2 separate regions of the Delphinus delphis genome follow, and region 1 is linked to region 2. The links are chromatin contacts, called in public Hi-C maps. All regions are on one chromosome and are shown on one strand. Each heading gives the region's core, a stretch centred on a gene start, on an enhancer-like site or on the middle of the called end of the contact. The rest is flanking DNA. Distances are from core to core; before and after follow the strand shown.

What was found. A called contact is a pair of places that touch in the nucleus more often than the background predicts.
Region 1: a contact with region 2 is called in a Hi-C map of lung, with 7 times the contacts expected there. The contact joins the promoter of COL14A1 here to the promoter of DEPTOR in region 2. A contact is called at or near these places in 3 of 3 Hi-C or Micro-C datasets (lung and muscle).

What each region holds. Positions count from the first base shown.
Region 1 is chr17:61,972,239-61,974,938 of mDelDel1.2, forward strand. COL14A1 (collagen type XIV alpha 1 chain) reads left to right here and starts at 1,443. Exons shown (of 49, transcript XM_059995120.1): 1 at 1,443-2,638.
Region 2 is chr17:61,802,895-61,805,594 of mDelDel1.2, forward strand. It overlaps DEPTOR (DEP domain containing MTOR interacting protein), which reads left to right and starts at 1,352. Exons shown (of 9, transcript XM_059995126.1): 1 at 1,352-1,585. The coding sequence starts at 1,464.

The DNA.
Region 1 (2,700 bases), core at 193-2,692, 170 kb after region 2:
ACATACTCGGAGCATCTAGTGGGTAGCATCCCTGGGTGCTGCTAGACATCCTACAGTGCACAGGACAGCCCTCACAACAAAGAATCATCTGACTCCAAATTTTAATAGTGCTACAGTTGAGAAACCTTGTTCTGCACTAAACCCTGGCTCTTTCCAAGGCCAGGCATTGCTTTTTGTGTTGTGGTTATTCCAAACCAAATTCTTTGGCATTATATTTACTACAAATATCAATAACTTATTAGCACTTACTATGAGATGTGCCTTGTGCTAGGACTTTTGCATTTATTATCTCATTTACTCATCAGGAAAATAGGACATACATAATATTATTGTCATTTTACACATAAGGAAACAGAGGTTCAGAGAGATTAAATAATGTCCCCAAGGTTATATAGCTCATAAGTGGCAGAGCCGGCATTTGAAACCAGGTTTGACAAAGCCTAGGCCTTTTACCAACTTACTTGACTAGTTATTGTAATAATTTCATTACTTGACATTTTTATGAGGTTTTGTAGTTTTAAAGCACTTTCACAAGATCAGCCCCAAAGCAGGGTTTCGTGGTAAAGCACCAGCTTGAAGTCTAACATGTGTTTGAGTCCTAGTCCTTTGCTCACCTTGTGACCTCGGAGAAATGACTTGACTTCTTTCGGCCTCTGAATTCTCATCTCTAAAATGAGAGCATGGAACTAGATGATTTTTCAGGGTCCTTCCACTGCTACTCTTTTTTTTTTTTTTTTTTGTGGAGCGCAGGCTCTGGATGCGCAGGCTTAGCGGCCATGGCTCACAGGCCCAGCCGCTCCGCGGCATGTGGGATCTTCCCGGACTGGGGCACGAACCCGTGTTCCCCACATTGGCAGGCGGACTCTCAACCACTGCGCCACCAGGGAAGCCCCAGTGCTAATCTTTTTACCGAGAGATGATATAAGGTAAAACTGCAATCGGTATCATTAGCTAGCAAACTTCTTGATTATAATGTACAGTAAGAGATTCATTTTGCATCATGACTCAGCATACACACACACACACACACACACACACACACACACACACACACACAATTGAAACATACGTTTTACAGAGCATACGGAAGCTGCCAGACCCACCGGGTTTTGCTGCCGTAATACACAATCTCCAAATCTCAAAGCAGCCAGCGTTTTGTCTGGCTCACAAGGTGGTTGGGGACACAGCTCCACCTTGTCCTTCCAGGACTCAGGCTGATGGAGCAGCCTCCATCTCAAAGGTCACCAGTTTTTTATTTTTTTCCTTTTATTTTATTTTTTAATTTTTATTTTATATTGGACTATAGTTGATTAACAATTTTGTATTAGTTTCAGGTGTACAGCAAAGTGATTCAGTTATACATACACATATATCTATTCTTTTCCTTTTTCATTTTTCTATTCTTTTTCAAATTCTTTTCCCATTTAGGTTATTACAGAATATTGAGCAGAGTTCCCTGTGCTATACAGTAGGTCCTTGAGAGCCTGCATGCCACAAACTGCAGAGCCCACACGCCCTGGAGCCCGCGCGCCACAACTAGAGAGAAGCCTGCGCACCACAACGAAGAGCCCGTGCTGCAACGAAAGATCCCACATGCCTCAAAGAAGAACCCATGTGCTGCAACTAAGACCTGATGCAGCTAAAAAAAAGAAAAATAGAAGGAAAAAAAAAAAAAGGACTGGCTTATATACAGTTGGAAGTGAAACAGTTAAGAGTAAATCCTAGTTTTAGCCAATCAGAGGTTATTTTACTGGTTTTACACAGGAAATGTCATAGTGTCCATGTTTCTGCTTAAAGAGAAAACAAAACCAGTCAGAACGTTGCTTTATTTTAACACAATTAGTCAGGCTCTCATCACAGGAAGCAAACTCTAATCACTCTCATCACATCCACTGATACAGCAGGAGCAGATTATTGATCTGGCTGAAGAGGGGCAGACCCGCAGTGACTGAACTGAGCAGGTATCCAGAGTGCTGCAGTATTTAGCAAACAAAGAAAAGCCACCCCTTGGATCATGGATGTTATGGTTAGGAAACCCCCAGTACCTCGGACATTATGAAACAACAACTGAGTTTGTAGGAAACAGACTGAACCCACACCCTAGAATGAGAATTATTTACAGTCTACAATTAACATTCTATAATTATATGGCTCAAACTCCATATATGGCTCTCACAACAGTGAGAAGCCCACGTAACACAAAAAAAAAAAAAAAAGAAAAGGAGTCCTCAAATCTGGAAGCTTCTCCCACCCAGCCTATAGCCTGGGGTTGTCTTTGTGCTCACAGCTTCCCAGTGAGTCAGAAGATATCTGAATGCTTGGATCTGCCTGACGTTTTGCTGTTTATTTAGGACAAGACCAAGCCAAGAGTCACATCATTTAAAACACGTGAAAAGAGGTAAGTAATTTGTCTCCTATTAAAAAGGTGAGACGCATTGACAAGATTAACAGAGGCCCCTCCCTTCTGCAGAATCCAGCCCACAAACTGGGTGGAGAGTTGGACGTGAACTGTGAAGAGAGCGAGAGGGAAGGGCGGGTCTCGGACTTGGCGGATTTCGGTTGGGTGTGGATTCTGTGTTTGCAAGAGAAGATGCCGCAGGGTCTTTCTGCAATGAGAAGCCCCATAACAGAAATTAAGGTAGGTCCTGGTCCATAGACTTTTTTTTTGCTGTACGCGGGCCTCTCACCGCTGTGGCCTCT
Region 2 (2,700 bases), core at 102-2,601:
GAAAAGTGTTTTGTCTAGCATCAAAAACTCATAATGGAAAGTATCTGGCAAGAATTTCTTTTTTTCCTTCTTTCTCTTCTTCGTATTAAAAGCAGTAATGATATTAAAGAGAACATCTATTGAATACATAGCATGTTCTTGGAAATTTTTCGTAATGTTATTTCATTTAAGCCATACAACATCCCTATAAAGTAGGAATTATTCCTGTTTTATCGATAGGAAATTGAGGCCCAGAAAAGTTAAGTAACTAGCATAAGTTTGCAAAGTTGGTAAAGGACAGAATCAGGACAGAAACTTCATTTTTGAGCTTGAAGCCCACGCAAACTTTTTTTTTTTTTGCGGTACGCGGGTCTCTCACTGTTGTGGCCTCTCCCGTTGCGGAGCACAGGCTCCGGACGCGCAGGCTCAGCGGCCATGGCTCACGGGCCCAGCCGCCCCGCGGCATGCGGGATCCTCCCGGACCGGGGCACGAACCCGCGTCCCCTGCATCAGCAGGCGGGCCCGCAACCACTGCGCCACCAGGAAAGCCCCCCCCATGCAAACTTTTGATAGTCTATGTAATGATTACAGAATTAAAACATGAGCAACAGCCAGTTAATCTCGTTATCTCCGGGACCTCTACTTCTGTTAAACGATTTTCCTACTTTATGCAGAATTTGGATCAAGTTACCCCATCTCTCCGGGCCTGCTTCCTGAGTAAAACGAGGACAATACTCATTTTATAATTTGTTGCAGTTAAAGACGGTAACAGCTACCTGAAGCGTCTTTAATGCAGCAGATTGTCAACAGATGATAGCCACAATTATTTTTATTTTGTAAAGGAAGAAACTGGGGATTAAGCACATTTAGTTACAAAATTATAGGTGTGGAGCTGGATCCCAGGTCTGTCTGATTCCCAGGCCAGCGTTCTTTATTGACTACACCGTAAGGTAAGTAAGCTGTCTTTGGTGAGGACGTTGCTTTAATTTCTTTAAAGCCCTGCAATGACATGTACAGCCTTCATTGTTCACTATTTAGCTAAATTATTATTTTCACTCTCTGGCAATTTGGGACATGGACAGTATCATAAAAACGCCTCCACACTTGTCTAGTAACCTCCCCGCCCGTCCCCAGGATCCCACAGCATGAGCTTTGTGGGTAATGGGAGAGGTCCACAACGAACTCGACCTCAAACAGCACAATTAGCGCAGAACCGCCCCCCGCCCAGATGTTGATATTTTCCTCTCTCGGCCCCGCCCCCGACCACGCGGGGCTCCAGCCACGCCCCCAAGCTGGAGTTACTGGGGCGGACTCGCCGAGCGCCTCAGCCTACCCACAAGGGATTCCCTCTCCAGCCAATCGCGTGTGAACTACGGGACGGCCCCTAACAAAGATGGCGGGGGAGGCCTCAGTGAGGGCAGGCTGATTTAATACCCGAACCCGCGGCGGACCGCGAAGACAGAGGTAGCGGCGCAGCCCCGACCATGGAGGAGGGCAACAGCGCTGGCAGCGGTGGCAGCGACAGCAGCACCAGCGGGAGTGGCGGGGCGCAGCAAAGGGAGCTGGAGCGCATGGCTGAGGTCCTGGTCACCGGAGAGCAGCTACGGTAAGATGAGGGGCAGTGCCGGGGGAGGCTAGCGGTGGCACTGCCAGCCAGTGTCCGTGGCAGTCGCGCGCGCGCGCGCGCGCCGTGGCTCGTGGCTAGCGACTCGCGCGGCGCTCCGGGACGCTTGCGGACGCGTCGACCGTCCGCGCCGCGCCGCCGTTTAGCTGCTGCAGCCCGGCGCCCTGAGGACTCCGGACTGGCGCCGGGCTCCCGAGGCTGACGCGGGCGGGCGCGCGGTGCTTGCTGCGCCCTCGCCCAGCTGCTGCAGCCCTGCGCCCCGCAGACGCGTTGCTGCCGACCGCGCGCGCCGTCTTTGCCCGGGCACCCGGGAGCTGCCAGGCCTCCTGGCTGACAGCTAGCTCCTCCTCCGCTCAGAGAGCAAGAGGAGTGGGTGAAGGGCCCCCCGCCGGGCCCCCCGCCGGCCCCAACCCCAGCCCCTTTACTCCTAGATAAAAGGAGCCAGACCAAATCCCTTTCACTTAAGGTTTTACTTTTGGCTTGCAAGTCTGGCTTCACTCCCCTGAGCCTCAGTATTTTCATCTGTAAAATGGGGCTGATCACGGCAACTTCCTTGAATGGTTGTGGTGGGGGCTAAACTGAGAACATTTCTGAAACACTGTACCTATCACTTAATTGGCACATACTCATCCGTCATTATTTGGGTCCGCAAGGGGGCGTGGAGGCACCTTGTCCCGCTGCCCTGCTGCCAGCTCCCCCAGCGCGCACATTTTAGGTAGCAGGGTCCATTGGCCCCCGGCTGCTGCAAGAATTGGGACTTGATGTGTGTCACTGCGTCCAGGACAGGCAGTTACCCCCAGATTCAGGACCCCCTCCCGCCCACTTTATCATTTCCATCCCATCCTGGTCCTTCTTGGATTCATGTTTGAGAATTCTCCTTATGGTATGACCGGTTCCGCAGCTGCGTCTTGTGGTCATTAATCAGTTTGCCAGGGGAAAAACCCCTTGGCTTTACAGTGGTTGAGCCAAAACTTGCATGCCGGCCCCTGTCCCATCGCAACGGTGCGCTTGCCTCTTACTTCTAGTTCTTGGCCTGAATCTCCAGGCTCGTTTTGGTTTCTAAAATGCTGTGTTTCAGGACCCGAAGGAGAGAGACT